Linked DNA regions of Sus scrofa: region 2 is linked to region 1. Evidence: chromatin contacts called from public HiChIP or PLAC-seq data. All regions are on one chromosome and are shown on one strand. The core of a region is the stretch at or near the end of the contact, and the rest is flanking DNA. Distances in the headings are between cores, read along the strand shown. Region 1 holds the start of ZFP1 (zinc finger protein 1 homolog). Region 2 overlaps ZNRF1 (a long non-coding RNA gene).

Region 1 (4,055 bases), core at 831-3,330:
TCTTCAGCAGGTGCCCCCCACTTCCCTCAGCTCTCCCCAGCCCCCTCCCTGCTTCATTCACCCTTACCTGGCCAGCTGTTTTGAAAAGGCCATGACCTTGAGGAGCTCCTCAGGGTCCTCCGGGTCTGCCAGCAGGATGCAGTGGAAGTTGCCATCGCCCACATGCCCAACGATGGTTCCTGGGAGCCCAGAGGACAGAGCTGCTTGCCCTCAGCCTGGCCCCTCCCCTGCTCTCCCTCCCCCACCCACTCTGCGGGGGGCCGGCAGCACCTGTGAGTCCAGAGGCCTTCAGGTTCTCCTTGGTCTGCACCAGGATCTCCGGCAGCCGGGAGATGGGCACGCACACGTCGGTGGAATAGCCCTGAGTTGAGGCCGGCCTGTGAGCTCCCCCCCCATCCCACCTGCTCGGAGCTAAGGGGTCAAGGCTACGAATGGGTTCAGGGGGCTGGCTCTAAGCCTCCAGCAACAAGGTGACTGGCCGGCAGGTGCTCCCAAGTCTCTCGTCTTACTCCCCATCCCCAGCTGTGTTCCGGTCCCAAAGCACCTGCTACCTGGAGCCTAGCCTCCCCTTCCGGCTGGCTAGCAGTTTCCGCTTCCTCCTGAAAGCCTGCCCTCTCTCTGGCTCGAGGCCGGGGCTCCCCGCTGAGGGTTTGGCAGTTTTGTCAGCCGTGCCCTCAGCCTGCTTCTCCGGACAACAGGCTAGAGGGCGGAGGAAAGGCTCCCACGTCCACCCCAGCCCGCTCACCTTGCAGCCGGGCCGCAGGGCTAGGGCTGCGTACCAGGCGTTGTGCCGCGCCGCCCAGAGCCGGCTGCGCTCCTCGGCCTCCTTGGCCCAGGAGAAGTGGGATCCTCCATTGTGCCGGGTGATCTCTTCTGTGGAAGGTCGAGGGTTGACACTGGCCCCGCTCCGGGGCAGCCCGTGCCCCCCTCCCGCAGCACCCCAGTGCACCTGTGCGCTGCACCTGCTCTGCCAGCGCCTGCTCCGAGCCATGGAACTCGAGGAAGAGTGTGGGCGCCACGCAGCAGTTCAGCTTGCTGTGCCTGTTGCATGCGTCAATCATGGCGTCATCCAGGAACTCTGGGACCAAGAAGTCCGATGAGGTGAGGACTAGCCTTCCAGACCTCCTCCAGGGCGCCCACGGGGACTGCCCAGTCCCTGGCTCACCAATGCGGGCCACAGGCACTGCAGCCTGGAGGATGTGTACAGTGCTGTCCACTGCCGCTTGGATGCTGGGGAAGGCACAGGTGGCGGCCACCGTGGCCTCAGGGACAGGGTGCAGGCGCAGGGTGGCGGCTGTGATGAGTCCCAGGGTCCCCTCGGAGCCCACAAAGAGCCCGGTGAGGTTGTAGCCCGCTGCGCTCTTCCTAGGCCCGAGGACATGAGGGTGAGCGCCCAGGCCACGAGACTATGGATTTTTGGCCAGAAGCCAGGTGGGGAGCTGCGCCCAAGGTCTGCGCTGGCCCCCTCGGGTGCAGACTGCCACCAAGGCAGCCTTTCCCTGGCACAGCCCGAATCGGCCTCAAGCAGGGGGAGCAAACCCTGGGACCCTCACTTTCGGCCCACGGACATTTTCACAACCCGCTTCTCCAAGAGGCCCCGGTGGCTGCCGGTAGAGGGCGCTCACCGGAAGTGCCGGCCGGGCCCCGCGGTGTGGAGCAGCCGCCCACCAGGCAGCACCACCTCCAAGTTCAGCACGTTGTCGCGCATGGTGCCATAGCGCACAGCGTTGGTGCCCGAGGCCCCGGTGGCCACCATGCCGCAAAGAGAGGCGTCTGCACCCGGATCTGCGGGGCAGAGGTCAGGCAGAAGGCAGCCTGGGGCAGGCGCCCATGGGCAGAGGGGTCCCCCTAAGCCCCAGAAACACCCGTGCCACCAGGGAGCCCTCCCAGCCCAGGAACGGCCTCGAGCCCCAGCCTACCCACGGGGAACCAGAGACCACTGTCCCGCAGGTGGGTGTTGAGAGCTTTGCGGGTGACGCCGGGTTCCACCAACACGGAAAAGTCTTCTAGATTCAGCTGCAGGATTCGGTCCATGTGGGTCAGGTTGACGCAGACACCGCCCTGGCCGGAAGGGTGCCAGCGTTTGCTAACCAAGGTCTTTCCCCAGGACACAGACCCGAGAACCCCAGCTCGTGGCCGACCTCTCAGCAGCCAGACCAGAGCCCCAAGACGGCAGGTAAGGAGGCTGGAGCTGGCTAGCCGTGGGTGGTGGAGGAGGCAGAGGGCAGGGTGGCAAGTGTGATGGGACTAGGATCTGGCCAGGGGAGGAGGCCACCATACATACCTGCACCGCACAGACTCCACCCTCAAGCCCGGTGCCTGTGCCAAACGGGATGATGGGCACGCCTTGGTCATAGCACAGGGCTGCCAGCTGGCTGACCTGCTCCACATTCTGGGGCCACACCACAGCGTCAGGAGGTTGGCACCTGCAACCAGACCCTCAGCCACTTAGGGGCGTGTGGTGCCCTCTGGTCCTGCTCAAATTTGAAGCAGCCAGAGGTATTGCAGGGCCTGAGGCTGCACAGTGGGCCAGGGGCAGAGCGCACCCTTCTGGAGGTGAAGAGGAGGGGTGGAGAAGGCCAGAGCACCCAGAAACGGATGGGCGGGGTGGGGGTGGGCGCAGAAGACAACCCAGGACCCTGGCTCTCAGCCAGGGGCTCTGATGGGGGCGGGCCTCCCACCTGTGAAAGGACTCATCGCGCCCGTGCTGCTCTCGGACCGCAGCGGCGGTAGACACGTGCGGGCTTCCCACGACTGCCTTCAGAGCCTCCACAAAGCCTTTGCTGAGTTCGCCCTGCAGGGGACAAACACCCTGGCAGGGTCTCTCAAAGACGCCAGAGGCCATCCGGCCAGGGGGAGGCGTCAGAGTGGCGCTTCAATGGCCCGTGAACAGAGGCACCCACACCTCCATGCTGCCTCGGCCAGGGGCTCATGGGGCTCTCAGAGCCCTTCCGTGGATTTCGTCCCATTTTACAGATGGGGAAACGAGGCCAGCAAGTCAGAGACAGGGCCTGGCCTAGAACGCAGCTCCTTGCTGCCCAAGCGCTGTTTTAAGCCCCAAAGCGTCCCTGTGGAGTCCACAGACCTTCCAGCTGAAACCCCCCAGCCCCACTCATGGCAGCTGTGGGGGCCTGGGCCTACTTTACTCAGTACCCACATTTGACCCGGGGTGGGGGTTGGGTGGAAGGGATGTGAGCCAGGTGGGTGATTCTTTGCCCAAAGTCTCCGGGTTGCTGGAGCAGCACAGAGCCTGGCGGAAACTTGGCATAGGGTCCCCAGCCTCCAAGCCCCCCCCCCACCTACCTGTGTCCCCCTGGAGCAGTAGCCCCTCCAGGGGAACAGCCGCCAGGTTGCAGCCCGGAGCAGGCAGGCCATAGCTGGGCAGAAGCCAGCAGCCACCCCAGCCTAGTAATTCTGCTGGGGGCAGGGCTGCTTAAGGTGGCGCCGTTTTAAGGTGGCCCCGCCAGACCTCGGAGTCCACTCCTTAAAGGAGAGGCGGAGCTTACTAAGCATAAAGGGAAACAACAGAGGCCACTTGCTGGCTTAAGACTGTGTACTTACCCTCCATCCAGGCTGGGGTTTGGCACACACCCTTGCCCTTTCTCACCTTGCAAGTCCCAGATCCACTGTCACAGTTAGATGGAGGGTATGAGGAGGGAAGCACAGGGAAGCTCTTGGGGGATGGTTTGGGGCAGGGCAGTGAGGCAAGCCAGGAGGACTTCCTGGAAGAGGAGCACTTTAAGGATGAGCAACGGTTCACCAGATAAGTGAAGGAAAAGACTATTGCATCCCTTTGTCTCCACTCTCCCACTGGGCATATCCCAGAATTGTGCGGAGAGATGTGGCTGCTACTTTTGAAACTATTTCAAGCTCAGATTTCCTCCCACAGCAAATTTGAAGACGTGTGTTGCTAACATTACTGAGATAAAGCTATTTCTAGCTTGGCTATTTTTTTTTGTTGTTTTTTTTTCCCCCCCAGGAATCAAACTAGGAATACAAACTCCCACTTGGGTCCTTCTCCCCAGCCGCATTTGAATGAGTTCACATTTCACTCT
Region 2 (4,055 bases), core at 755-3,254, 57 kb before region 1:
CACAAGCAGTGTGTGGGCGGAGAGATCACCGAGTACTAGGCTCATGCGAGAGCCTACACCCGTGGCACATGGAAGGTCCTGGGCCAGGGATCGAATCTGAGCCGCAGCTGTAAACTGCGCCCCTGCAGTCAGGTTCTGTGGCACAGTGGGAACTCCTGGAGGAGACTTAATACCACTGAGTTCAACCATCCACCTTGGGAATCCTCCTGGAGAAGCAACTCCAAAACCCAGAGCTCTCCAGCTGTAGCCATTTTATTACCAGAAGAATAAGGCCACGGGACTGCAGGGCACAGACAGCCATCCGTCATTTTTGTAGTTAACCAAAGTGAGAATGAGTCAGCGGCACTCCTGGTTTACTGCATCTGCATCGCCGAGACAGTTGACGTCCTGATTTGTTCAGAGATGAACTTCCCGGCAGGCGGGCAGGCGTGTGTGCGGTTCTTGGAATGGCACCCCGGTGAATGTCTGGGTCCTTGCAGGGCTGGTGCCTGTGGCCTCGGCTGTGGCGGGGGGGTGGGTAGGGAGGGAATGCCGCTGGGCTCCACCCCTTAGACCCTGGCTTTTGTTTTAAACTTGCCCGTTTTCTCAGGAAAACTCGCCTGGCCCAGTGCTTTCCTTCAGTCCCATGGCATCCTCCCGTTCAGGAACCCGAGTTGCTGGAACTCAAGGTTTAGGGTGCTTGTGATGGTGACATTTCTCCTTACGGAGTCCGCCTCTGTATTTTCTTTCAGATTTGTTCAGAATCTCCTGGGTTTTCCTTCATTCAGAGCCCAGTGGCTCCAGGGCTGCTTTGAAAGTCTCCACCCTGCCAGCCTCCTCCTCCTTCCCCCCCTCCTTTGACTCCCATGTAACTCATGTGCTCGTTTTGTGTGTTTTCGTGCCAGGTGGGTTTCTGATCTAAACAGAATGTTGTGGGCTTGTTCCAGTACAAATATAGATGGCGACAGAGTTTTGTTGTACTGTTTGCTCAGCGAGAATCACCAGGTTAGATCAATACCTGGAGATTTTTTAAAATGACTTAATTTGGTCCTGGATTGAGAGGGGCTAGAGGAAGACAGACCCCTCAGTCTTGAGGCTAGAGTGCCTTCCTTTAGCTGGGTGGGAGCTTGGTTGGCTCTGGGCAACAGGATGACCAGATGCTGGTCTTGCCTGTGCTTCCTCTGGGTCTCCATCACCTTTGAACCTTCTAGTTCTAGTTCCAAAGTCAAAAGTCTTAGGAAGCAGAATGGAAAATACCTTTACAGGAGAAAGTGAAAACTTCATCCGCAAGGGATTTGTCACCATTGGCCTTGGGTTGGTCCCCTGCAGGCGCTTTGCAAAGTATCTGGTTCTGCCTGACTGCCTTGGGATCTACTGTCTTAGCCTCTAGCTGTGTGTGGAGGGGTAGGGACCAGCGCTGTTGTAAACCCCTCAGCAGATGTGGGGACCGAGAGAGGAGAACCTCTGTTCTGCCCCTGCTGCTTGACCCTGCTTGCCTTTTCTTTCTCTGTAGGGGTTTGTAGATCTGACGATAGCCTAGGGCTGTCCTCTTAGGTGGGCTGTCCTCATCAGTGGTGTACAGCTTTTTCCTTTTTTGGCTTTCAGTAGCATTGTGGCAAAGGACACTCTGAGAATAACTCCACAGTAACAGTTAAGTCCAAGGATTATTTCCCCATACTTGCTGGCCCAGCCCCACCACAGGCAGCGGAAACAAGAGGAAGGAAAGTGGCCAAGACCTCACAAAAGAGTGAGAGACATGGTTCAAGACGGGGGTAACTTGAAGGGCAGTTGGAGCCCTGCTGGGAAGTGGGGGTCCCAACCCTGCCTGTTGCACTTGAGCCCAAGCAGGCAGCAAATCTCACACCACTGCTTTGGGCACGAGCGTTTGGATTGAGTTTGGTAGCTTGGTAAGTGGTCAGATGGCAGTAGCTAGTACTATTTATGCTCGTTCTGTGTGCAGCTGTGGCTGGTGGAATCCAGGAAGATTGTTCCCTTCCCTTTTTTACTTTTTACTCCTTTTTTTTTTTAAACGGGCCTTGCCTGCAGCATAAGGAAGTTCCCTGGCAGGGGATCAAACCCCGTACCACAGTGGTGACTCAAGCCAGAGCAGTGACAGCTCCAGATCCATAGTCCACTGGGCCCCAGAGAACTCACCTTTTTTCCTTTAAATAAATCAAGTCTCTTCACCCAGAAGTTGTACCACATTTTCTGCACACCTGCATTGAGGTTTACCCTTGATCTGGTTCCGAGCTAAAGCATCCCAGGGGTGCTGCCCACTAGGCTTTTCATGTTTGGATGTAAATGAGCAGATATAGGCCTTGATCTCCAGCTGTGTGAGCATTTGCATGAGCCTTTGGGAGAGGAAGCCCTCAAAATGTCCCAGACCTGCTGCCATAGGAAGAGCCCACTCTTGGGACCGTTTTTTAGACACCAAGACTCATTATAGACACTTGGTGGTTACCTTTCCTGTTGCAGGCTTGGCATCACATACCTGTAGGATTTGAAAAAGAACAGCACAGTAAATCAAGATGAAGCATAATAAATCTCTGACACTGTGAGGGTATCAGAGAAAACTGGTCTTTTTATTTTTGTTTGTGGTGAAATGGCTTGGATCACCTAGAAACCAGCCTTTCTGCCATCAAAAGACTCTGGGTTCTTGAAGTTTGTTCTTAGGTCTTATTTGATCTTCCCAGTTCTTAAGTCCAATGCCTTAGCCACTCGGCCATTCTGGTACCCTTGATCTTCCCAGTTCTTAATGTGAACAGAAAGTATTTGGAGCCAGAAGTTTTGAGTTTTTTTATTGTCCCCGTAATGGTTGGAAATTGCGTAAATCAGTTTTTTTTTTTTTTTTTTTCTTTTGTCTTTTTTTGAGGGTCGCTCCCGCAGCATATGGAGGTTCCCAGGCTAGGGGTTGAATCGGAGCTGTAGCTGCCAGCCTATGCCACAGCCATAGCTACACCAGATCTGAGCCGTGTTTGCAACCTATACTACAGCTCATGGCAATGCCAGATCCTTAACCCACTGAGCAAGGCCAGAGAATCGAACCCGCAACCTCATGGTTACTAGTCGGGTTCGATAACCACTGAGCCAGATCCACATAAATCAGTTTTAAAATGGGCTAAAGATCTTAACACCGATAGATTTGACTGCTACCCTGTCTCCTTCAGGGCTGTGTTTCTTTTTCATCTGCCCCTTGGAAGTCGTACTGCTTCTGTTCTTTCCTGTTCCTGCCTCCTCCCCTCCGCCTTCTATTTCTCCCATCCCTTCTTTGCATTTACCAAGTCCAGCAGCGTAGAGTGTTTGGGCAGGGTTATATGACTCAATTCTCTCTGTGCCCTTGAGCACCGGGACCGTGAACTCCACCCTCGCACACCAGCGTCACAGGAGAGTTTAGGAGTCCAGACACCTGGATTTTAGTCCCGGCTGCACCCTTGTTTGCGGGCAAGACTTCTGAGGTCATCTCTTCATTTCTGCTCTATACTGTGCGGCTGCTGGAATGTCTTTAACTATGTGAGGGGGAGGCTGAGAAAGTGAGGCAAGACGATCTCAATGAGGTTGCCCCAGGGTGACCTCCCCTCAAGGCTCCTGATGAATTCAGACCTGCAGCTGCGCCGTGGACCCCACAGGCTTTGTGACGGCTCAGTCAGACTGGGGAAGAGGCCATGAAGAGTGTGGGACTTCACCGTTGATTCCTGGACCTGAGTTTAACCGCCACTCCACCAGCTTTCTTAGGAGAATTAATCATCCCTCCGCCAGCTTGGTTTAAAGTATTGCCTTTAGGAGTTCCCGTCGTGGCGCAGTGGTTAACGAATCCGACTAGGAACCATGAGGTTGCGGGTTCGGTCCCTGCCCTTGCTCAGTGGGTTAACGATCCGGTGTTGCCGTGAGCTGTGGTGTAGGTTGCAGACGCGGCTTGGATCCTGCGTTGCTGTGGCTCTGGCGTAGGCCAGTGGCTATAGCTCCGATTAGACCCCTAGCCTGGGAACCTCCATATGCCGCGGGAGCGGCCCAAAGAAATAGCAAAAAGACAAAAAAAATAAAAAATAAAAAATAAAGTGTTGCCTTTAAGGAATCAG

The links. HiChIP or PLAC-seq counts read pairs in DNA pulled down with a chosen protein or histone mark.
Region 2: a contact with region 1 is called in an H3K27ac HiChIP or PLAC-seq map of skeletal muscle. The contact joins the enhancer-like site here to the promoter of ZFP1 in region 1. A contact is called at or near these places in 1 of 5 promoter capture datasets (liver), 20 of 47 Hi-C or Micro-C datasets (alveolar macrophages, blood, embryonic fibroblasts and 8 more) and 2 of 2 datasets of contacts at active chromatin or transcription factors (alveolar macrophages and skeletal muscle).

Annotation. Positions count from the first base shown.
Region 1 is chr6:12,547,501-12,551,555 of Sscrofa11.1, reverse strand. ZFP1 (zinc finger protein 1 homolog) reads left to right here and starts at 2,080. Exons shown (of 5, transcript XM_013998178.2): 1 at 2,080-2,176. LDHD (probable D-lactate dehydrogenase, mitochondrial) reads right to left here and starts at 3,458. Exons shown (of 11, transcript XM_021093784.1): 1 at 3,304-3,458; 2 at 2,682-2,794; 3 at 2,285-2,426; 4 at 1,920-2,061; 5 at 1,626-1,785; 6 at 1,166-1,365; 7 at 950-1,078; 8 at 746-873; 9 at 271-361; 10 at 68-179. The coding sequence starts at 3,375.
Region 2 is chr6:12,604,155-12,608,209 of Sscrofa11.1, reverse strand. All of the region lies in intron 1 of ZNRF1 (a long non-coding RNA gene), which reads left to right. It also overlaps the pseudogene LOC100736686. Among named protein-coding and RNA genes, the nearest start is that of ZFP1, 57 kb to the right of the region's middle. Within about 2 kb of position 2,004, at least 26 of the 83 cell types and tissues checked have an H3K27ac peak or open chromatin away from gene starts, as enhancers often do. A contact at or near this core is called in alveolar macrophages, fetal liver, liver and 3 more, where this site is marked.